Linked DNA regions of Bos taurus: region 1 is linked to region 2. The links are chromatin contacts, called in public Hi-C maps. All regions are on one chromosome and are shown on one strand. Each heading gives the region's core, a stretch centred on a gene start, on an enhancer-like site or on the middle of the called end of the contact. The rest is flanking DNA. Distances are from core to core; before and after follow the strand shown.

Region 1 (5,127 bases), core at 521-3,020, 210 kb before region 2:
GATGATAGAAGAGGAGATTTGGGGGTGATGGTTGGGCTGGGAAGGCTGTGGAGAGGGGTGAAGAACAGAGTTAATTAATGATGCTTCCCAGGTCCTGGCTGGGGCATCTGGGTGGAGGATGGCAGCGTCACTAGCTGGGCATGCGTCGGGGTGGGAGGGGCAGATTTGTGGAAAGGGGGTGGAGATCACTGAACTTGCTGAGTTGAGGTGCTGGAGGACACCCAGGTGGAGTGTATGGAAGGTGGGCGGGTGCGTTTTCTGGAGCCCCAAGGGTTGTCGGCTTAGGTGTGACAGCTGCAATCTTGGAGAGAAGGATGTGCCAAGTAAGAGGAAAGGTCAAGGAGAGAAACTAGGGAACACCAATACTATGGGCAGAGGAACAGAGGAGCCTGCAAAGGAGATTGAGTGCGTGAGTGCACGCATGCTCCGTACCTTCAAATGTGTCCGACTCTTGGCGACCCTATGGACTGTAGCCCGCCAGGCTCCTCTGTCCATGGGATTGTCCAGGCAAGAATACTGGAGTGGGTTGCCATTTCCTTCTCAGGGGAATCTTCCTGACCCAGGGACTGAACCTGAGTCTCTTTTGTCTCCTGCATTGGCAGGCGGATTCTTTACCTTCAGTGCCAACTGAGGAGACTGAGAAGCTTCCCAAAAGGAAAAGAGAAGAACCAGGAGAGGTATCCCAGGTACAGAAAGGAGAACATTTCTAGGAGGCATGCTCCCCATCTAGTTGGTGCTCAGCAAATAAAGAGCCATGACGTGTGCTCTTTGCATGTGGCAAGTAGGAGTCATGGGGACTGCTTCAGACTAGGGGTACTCCTGAGTGAGGGGGACTGGGCTGGGCATGAGGGTGTTGAAGGCTGGCAGGTCTGGGAGGAGTTGGGTCTGAGGCTCGGCAAAGGGCTAGTTGACCAGACAGTCTGGGGAGGGCAGGTGTGAAGGAGGACACCGAAGAGGCTTTTTCTCAACCCCCACCCTCCTTCAGTCCAAACCCTTTTGGGTCTCAAACCTGTGGGGTCAGGAGGGCCATCCTGGATGTTGGTGGCTTGTGGAAGAGATGGTGTGAAATGAAGCAACAGAAGTGCGTTGATCTAGATCAGCTTTCCCTCAGGCCTCAGGAGGAAGGAGCTTTACCCCCGCCCCCGCCCCCCTCCTCAACCTCCTCTACAGGGGTGGGGGGCAGGGACCTGGGATCTCCAGCTCAGAGACAAGCTGGAGCCATTACAGGCACACACACATGACACACACACACACACACACACACACACACACACACACACACACACACACACACACACTTCCTGGTTAGGGTGTGGCTCAAGCCAGCCCCCAGAGAGAGTTGTTTCAAGGTAGCCAGGTGGGCCAGAGGGCCAGAATCCCCTTGAATCCCAGGGCACCCTCCTGAGGGGGAGGGGTGGTCTTGGCAGAACTGCCCAGGCCACAGCCCCAGACTTGGCCTTCTCCCACCTCCCCAGGCCCTGTTTAATATGCGCATCAGCTACGGTGCCCTTTGCAAAACTGTTATTTGTACAGAAGCCCGAGGGAGGGGGAGGGAAGCCGCGCCCCGCTTCGCCCCCTCCAGGCACTTCACTTGCAGGGACCTGCAGTCAAATACCAGCCCCCGGTCCCTCTGGCTCACTAGCTCAGAGACTTGCAAACCGAGACCGCCGGTTCCCCGGCTCCCCACGTGGCCGCACTGGAGTTCCCCCGCAGCACTGCCGGAAATGGTCTGGCCTCTGCGCTTCCCCCACTCCCACGGTCCTCCCCGCCTCAGCCCGTCCTCCCCACCTCAGCCCTTCCTCCCGACTCCCGCAGCCCGGAGCTCAGAGCACCCCGGCGCCTCCCACTGAGCCCAGAGTCTGGCCGCTGTGGTGTATTTTCCTCCGGTTTCCCCAACTCTATCTCTCAGAACAGGATGAGAGCCCCTAACTCATCTACCCCTCCCCTCCCCACCCCCAACAGCGCCCATCCTGCCCCGTCCAGTCCGAAGTGGGTGCAGGAAAAGCCAGGGACCTCGACACAGGTTCTACAAGGTAGGCAGAGGGCTAGGAAGGGAGGAAATGGCTTTGGAGGAGATGGGCTCCACTGTGCCCCACTCTGGCTGCTGCTTGCCAGCCTGGGGCCTTGTTCGAAGTTTCCTGCCTACCAGTGGAGGCGATCAAATCTACCTCCAAGGGCTGTGCTGCAGACGGAATGTAACAACGCCTGAGGTGCCCAACACAGTGTTTGGCACATAGTAGGTGCTTAAAACAAGTTCCCTACCCTCTCTTCACTGATGAAGAGTTAGAATGACAGAAACTAGGGTCTATGGAGCAAACTCTCCAAGAGCCTAGGAAGCCTGGGGTAGGGGGGTGCCTGGGGCCCTCCTTCACTCCTCGCTCCCCACTGGCCTCCCCACTGGCCACACAAGACCTCTGAGAAAGGCATTCCTATGGATTAAGGAGGTCTGGTGGGGAGGGCCTGAGGTGGGGACACTGCCTCTGGATCTTGAGCAACCCGCCCTCTTCACTCCCCCAACTCATAATCCAATTTATATTCCTACTCCCTCCTCTGGACCCATCACCATGGCAACAGTTTTCTCAGTTGCACTTCATCAGTTTCTCAGCAAATCTTTTTTTCTGCCCCCCTCCTTGAGTCTTGTTTTCTCTTCTATCAGTCTGCCTTTTCCTGTACCCATGGTGCTCACCTTTCCCCACTCCCCCACCTCCCCCACCCCACCCTTCAGCTTTTCTGTTTCTCTCTTGCAGCTCACTTTGTCCCTGCCTACCCCTGTGTCTACACCTTCCCCTTCGTCTTTTCCTTCTCAAGTCCAGGATTATAGCAACAAGCTAGAGTCTATTGGCTGGACAAGAGCTTGAATTCCTTCTGACATCAGGGTAGAAAAGCAGAGGGTTGTGGAGGGACACAGTTTGGGTTTCCGTGGGCTCTGGACAGAGGTCAGTGATGCGAAGGTGGATGGAAGGTCTCCTCTCTATTCAATTCTGACCAGGGGGCAGGAAATGGGAGTGGGGGCACGGGATCAGACAGTTTCTTCAGTCCCAAACAGAATCAGTGTGGCTCTGGGAGGTCCTGCATGGCACAGTCCTTGGTTCACTTCCCAACTCACCCTCAGAGACCTCACGCCATGCCTACAACACCCACTGGCATGGGGTGTGTCCCAAATACATGAATCTGGCTCTGACTTCTCTCCAGGCTTTACTCAAGTCTCTTACATCCTCGGGGTCAGAACCAGGGTATACATCTCATCATGCTTGATTCAACAACTCTAACCATGAACCTGTCTTCTGAACACCATCACCCCTCCTTACAGTACTTCCTCATCACCACCCAGTGTAAAAACATTGGTGCTACCTGTGAGTCCTCTCTCTCTGCCATCCTCCATATGTAACTAGAGTTCAAGAGGTATCAATTCTTTGTAAGAGGAGAATCTGCTTCTATCCCTGTACCCTTTCATCTAGATGACCTGAGACCAAGTGCCCAGTGAGTCATTTGGGGCTCTCCCTATAGCCTCATTCTCTCCTGGGCCTCCTAGAAAGATAGTCTCCTCTTAGAAACCAAACCCATCTGAAACATGACTTTCTTCTCTCCTTTTTTTGTCTACCTGATTTAAGTGTGCGTGCTCAGTTATGTCTGACTCTTTGCGACCTCGTGGACTGTAGCCTGCCAGGCTCCTCTGTCCATAGGATTTCCCAGCAAGAATACTGGAATGGATTGCCATGTTCTAGGGGATCTTCCCTACCCAGGGACCAATCCGACGTCTCCTACGTTGGCAGGTGAATTCTTTACCACTGAGCCATCTGGGAAAGCCTGATTTATTGAACACCCATTATGTATTAGGCTCTTCATATATGTCATTTAATTTAATCTTCACCCTAAACTATAAAGTAGGTATCATTTTACAGAAGAAGGAATTGATGCTCAGAGTGGTTAATTTGTCCAAGTTCTACAGCTAGTAAGCAATAAGGCTAGGACTCAAGTCCAGATCTGTGGAGTTCCACAGTTAGTGTTTTATTCTGTTGCTATACCTATAGTCTGCTTCCATGTCACTCTTCTACTCAAAAACTCTGTTGTGGTTCTGAGCCTTCTGACTTTCTTAATCTTCTATTAGGCTTGTGAGGTTCATTATGATCTGACCCATTCCACCTACAAGACCCTGGATCTTGCTGCTTCTCAGTATGACATGGACTGGTATCAACCAGGAACATTTGTTTGCTTTAGGACTTGCTTTCATCTCTGTCCTGTTAAATATTTTTTAGATAGTGTATATGAAAATATAGTATCACATTTCACAGAGATAAACCTCAAGGTATAGTAAACGCTTTGAAAGACAGGGTAAGGATCCAAATATCATCTCCATGCGTAGGATGGTAGGAAAACCTAACAAGATGAAATGATCAGAGATCTGTGTAAGATCTCAGCAACACACAGAGACTACACGTGTCTTAGAGGCAGTTCAGGTAAAACAGAATCGGGGGAGTTAGTAAATTCAGTCCGAGTCATCATCGTAACATGGTCACCAAAAGTGAATCCAAGTTTAAGCCATATTAATAGAGGTATAGTTTTTGGAATAAAGGAGAGGATTGATAGTCCTGCTTTACTTTAAGCAGGCCAGGTGTCATTGTGGGCATAACATTAGTGAACTGGGAATGTTTAGGCCAGAGAAAAGAAGAGTCTGAAATCATTAAAGCTTAGATATATGAAGGGCCAGGAGGTAATTCATGGACTAATGAATAGAGACCACTAGGAGATAGAATTCAGCTCAAAGGAAGGAAAAACAGATGTTCATAAGTGGAACGGACTGTCCCATTACTAGAGATATTCATCAAGATGCTGATATACTGCTTGCTTGGGATGTTAACAGAGAGTTGAGAATCAGCAAGAATTAGAGTTAGGTAGTTGGTCTTTGACAGAGAAGGCAATGGCAACCCACTCCAGTACCTCTTGCCCGGAAAATCCCATGGATGGAGGAGCCTGGTAGGCTGCAGTCCATGGGGTCTCGAAGAGTTGGCACGACTGAGCGACTTCACTTTCACTTTTCACTTTAATGCATTGGAGAAGGAAATGGCAGCCCACTCCAGTGTTCTTGCCTGGAGAATCCCAGGGATGGCAGAGCCTGGTGGGCTGCCG
Region 2 (4,646 bases), core at 1,524-4,023:
CTGAATCTAAGAAAGATCTACATGGATGCAGAAGCATTCAGAGTTTGGGAGTAAGAAGGCTTACTATTGTTAAGATACCCTGAATACCTGATGGGATCTACAGATACAACACAATTCCTATCAAAATTCCAACAGCCTTTTCTGCAGGAATGGACAAGGCCATCTTCTAATGCACATGGAATTGAAAGACACCCCAAATAACTAAAACCATCTTGAAAAAGAAGAACACGGTCAGAGAACTAACACTTCCTGATTTCAAAGCTTACTACAAATTTTTTAAGGTCAAAAAAGTTGGCTACACATTTCTCCAAAGATAAACAAACAGCCTATAAGCACATAAAAAATGCTCAGCATCAGTAATCATTAGGGAAACACAAATCAAAACCACAATGAGACATCACCGCACAGCCCTTAGGGTGGCCGTTACAAACAACAAACAGAAAGTAACAAGTGCTGGGAGCGTGTGGAGGAAGTGGAGCCATCCTGCCTCCAGGGTGGGAAGATATAAAATCCACTTGCTGTGGGAAACAATCTGACATCTCCTCAAATATTAAACATAGATTGACCAGCATAGATAAATATAGATTTAAGCATATTAATAAATATATGATTTAAGATAAATATAGATTTAAGCATAAATATAGATTTAAGCATAGATTAAACATAGATGATCCAGCAACTCCACTGTTAGATACATACTCAGAAGAACTGAAAGCAAGGCCAGGAACAGATATTTGTATGCCCGTGTTCATAGCAGCATTAGTCACATAGCCAAAAAGTAAAAGTGAACCAAATGTCCGATGACAGACGAATGGTTAAAGAGAATGTGGTCTACAAAGGAACTTATCTGTGGAACAGAAACAGGCTCACAGACATAGAGAACTGTGTTGTGGTTGCCAAGGCGGGAGGAGAGATGGGGGAAGGATGGACTGGGCATGTGGGATTAGCAGCTGCAAACTATTACATGTAGAACGGAGAAACAACAAGCTCCTGCTGCATAGCACAGAAACAAACATTCAACCTCCTGTGATCAACCAAATGGAAAAAAATAAGAAAAAATGTGTGTGTGTAACTGACTCCCTTTGCTGTATAGCAGAAATTAACACAACATTGTAAATCAACTTCAGTAAAGTGTTTAAAAAATACACTCATCTCTACTTTTTTGTTGCTGTTTGTTTTTGCTTTGCTGGCTCTGCTAGGCTTGCAGGATCTTAATTCCCCAACCAGGGATCGAACCGAGGCCCGTGAACAGTGAAAGCTCAAGTCCTAACCACTGGATTGCCAGGGAATTCCCCCAAACACACTTGTCTCTAAAAGAAAATGTGGTCTAAACATACAATGAAATGTTATTCAGCTTAAAAAAAAAAGGAAAGAAATCCAGATACATGCGACAACATAGGCTGACTTTGAAAACGTGCAAATGAAATGACAAATGCTGTATGACTCCACTTACATAAAGCATCTAGAAGGCAAATTCATAGAGACAGAAAGTGGAATAGTGGCTTCCAGGGGTGGTGGGGAGAGAGGATTGAGGAGTGACTGCTTAAAGGTTATAAAGTGTGTTTCGGATGATAAAAACAAAAAGGCTTGGAAATAAATAACGGGGATAGTTGCCAGACATCATGAATGTGATGTAAATCCAATTGTGCGCTTAAAAACGGTTGAAATGGCTTGTATTTATGCTGTGTCTATTTAATGACAAGAAAAAACTTTCAAGGAAGTAAAGGGAGCATCTGGAGGCCGGGGTGCCAGGAAGGAGGTGGGTGAGCCCGCAGAGCAGAGGACTCCTGGGGTGGGAAGGATGGGGTGCTGGCAAGGGCAGGCACAGGCCTGGCCACCCCGTCTGGGGGCGAACAGCGAGCAGGCACCACCGCTCTGGGCAGCGAGCCCAAGTCGCAAAGGCAAGGCCATATGAGCACTAAACGCAGGCGGGGCCGGCTGGCAGCACCACCTTCCCACCCCACCTGACCCCCCATCATTTCAGGCCTGAGGCAGGGGTCCTGGGTTGGGCTGCCGCCTCCTCACCCGCCCCTTCCCACCCCTGCCCTGGTGCCTAGGGGGGAGCTTCCTACAGCAAATCAAATCCTGCTGCCTCGGCTCACGGGCTTCTCTGCCAGCTCCCTCACTGGAACCGCTGCCTCCTTGGCTTTGGCAAAGGTCCCCGACAGGCTGGTGCCAACACGTCCCTCTGGCCTTGCCTCGCTTCCCTCCCCTGCACCAACCCCAGGTCTCTCTGGCCAGGCTGAGCTTCTTGCAGCTGCCCTGCCACTGCCAACACTGGAATGGTCTCCAGTCCATTTCCTTGGCAAACTCCTATGTCATCTTCAACACCCGCAGGAAATGTCCCGAGCATGGTAGGTCTTCCTCCTGCCTGTGCTCCCACAGCCTTCCTGGTAGATAATCACAAGGGTCCTGGGCTTTCACACTGTACCTGGGACAGAATCTTGAGCCCTTCTGTTTGAAATGTTAAAGGAAATGGTAACCCCCTGAGGTGGGAACCTCGGGGCCATGAAAGGGACCGGCATCTGGGTCACAGATGTGTGGCCGAATTTTGTCCCATCTCCCCACACTCACCCCGCCTCTGTGGGAAGGGCCTGAGCAGGAGGCCCCAGCTGAGGCTGAGAAACAAAAGGGGAGGAAAAGACAAAGTCAGGGGGCAGGGGCGGCCCCTGTGAACTGAGGGCAGGAGCACAGAGCGGTCTGTGTGGCCCAGCTCATCGTGTGGCCACGCCTCAGACCTGGACTTTGGTTGCCCCGGGTTGGCGGGCGAGGCGAGCAGGCTGCGGCCCGGCTAGCAGGAGGCACCTGACGCTCCTGTTTGGCCATAGCCACAGCGTCATGCAGGGGAGGACCTGGGGGCTGCGTCTGCTGCTCCTGCTGGGGTTGAGGCTGGGGTCCCAGGAGGCCCTGCCCCCACCCTGTGGAAGGTAGGAGCGGAGAAGGCAGTTGGGGTTGCTGCCGGAAGGCCAGGTCTGGAGGGCCGCGAGGAGAGCTCAAGCATCGGGGTCAGCCCTCCAGAGAGGAGGGAAGGGAAGGAGATCAGGTCTCAGGATCTGTGCTGGGCACTGACCCCCAGCGCTAGGAAAAGATGAGGCAGCCTGTGGGCGGCTGGACACAGGCCAGGAGCCTGCCACGCAGGGAGTGCTCCCTCCCTCTGCTCTCCCTTCTAGCTGCTCCTTGAACTGTGCAGGCCTGTTCTCAGGGTTGTTCTGGGAAACTTCCTGCTCAATTTCCCTGCCTTGGATGTGAGAGTGGGAGTAGGGACCTGCAAGGAGCCCCTGGGTTTGACCTCTGACCTCCATGACCAAACCTCTTTCCAAAGCCACAGTTTCCATCTCCAAATAGCAGGGGTGAGCGACCCCATCCTGCTTCTGGGACTCACAGGGCAGCCACTCTCCCTTCATCATGGGTTTATTGAGTTCTTGCTATGCCTCCTGAGTTGCAGCAGTGAACTAGAAAAATGAGGTCCATGAAGGTTATTATTACGGTTATTATTACATAACAAGCAAGAAAAGTAATAATAGAAGTTCGCTGGGGATGGTTGTTGTCTCTAAGTCGTGTCTGACTTTTGCGACCCCATGGACTGTAGCCCACCAGACTCTTCTGTCTATAAGATTTTCCAGGCAAGAATACAGGAGTGGATTTGCCATGACCTTCTCCAGGGGATCTTCCTGACCCAGGGATCGAACCCATGTCTCCTGCATTGGTAGGCAGGTTCTGTACCCCTGGGCCACCGGGGAAGCCCATATCTTCCACTAGTACTCACCAAATGTTTATACTCATGGTTACAGTTTAATACACACCTGAGGCACGGCCAGACAGGAGCCTTGGCACCCGTGAATTTTGACTGGGGATCAGTTACAGGGACGTAGTGTATCCTCACGGTGACCCTAGTTACTCATTCTCCAGGTGTCTAAAGGTCAAAATGATAATGGGTGGCCCTCAGCCCCCACCTTAAATCACATTAATAGGATAAAATATCTGGCATGGTCCAAGGTCCCAGGAAACAAAAATTTATCAGGTAGGGCCCCAGGAGCTTAGAAGGTATCTCTTAGGCACCTATCAGACTGTCTTTGAAATGTACAGGGTATAAACACAATCTGCTATGTCAACTGTTTACTACACAAACAACTTATCGTATAACAAAGAATTTGTCCAGTCTTTGTCCTGAGTTCCTGGAATATAACTTTTAAGAGCTTGGAAATTTCCCAAGTGACAGGAGTGTCTTTGGTATTCAGGTTAAGCTCGAATCGCTTCTGTGACCGAGGTGACTCATAATGAGTCCCTAGATGGGTCATGCTACTAAGATGTCTGAAGTAGGACAGGTCATGTTAGAAGATGAAGTGATTAGAAGGTTGGGGCTTTGAGGTGCCTGATACCAGCCTGACCTCCTGACAGGGCGGAAGATTGGATTTAATCACATAGTTGATGATTTAATCAATCATACCTATGCAGTGGGGCTTCCCAGGTGGCACTAGTGGTAAAAACCCACCTACCTATGCAGGAGACATAAGAAACGCAGGTTTGATCCCTGGGTCAGGAAGATCCCCTGGAGGAGGGCACAGCAATCCACGCCAGTACTCTTGCCTGGAGAATCCCATGGACAGAGGAGCCTGGTGGGCTACGGTCCATAGGGTTGCAAAGAG

Evidence for each region. Hi-C and Micro-C count contacts between places; a contact is called where the count stands out from the background.
Region 1: a contact with region 2 is called in a Hi-C map of liver, with 4 times the contacts expected there. The contact joins the enhancer-like site here to the promoter of TREH in region 2. A contact is called at or near these places in 2 of 11 Hi-C or Micro-C datasets (liver and skeletal muscle).

The regions. Positions count from the first base shown.
Region 1 is chr15:29,530,749-29,535,875 of ARS-UCD2.0, reverse strand. The region is part of intron 1 of UPK2 (uroplakin 2); the gene reads right to left. Among named protein-coding and RNA genes, the nearest start is that of UPK2, 4.0 kb to the right of the region's middle. Within about 2 kb of position 1,770, at least 50 of the 102 cell types and tissues checked have an H3K27ac peak or open chromatin away from gene starts, as enhancers often do. A contact at or near this core is called in liver and skeletal muscle, where this site is marked.
Region 2 is chr15:29,321,236-29,325,881 of ARS-UCD2.0, reverse strand. TREH (trehalase) reads left to right here and starts at 2,773. Exons shown (of 15, transcript NM_001192570.2): 1 at 2,773-2,927. The coding sequence starts at 2,839.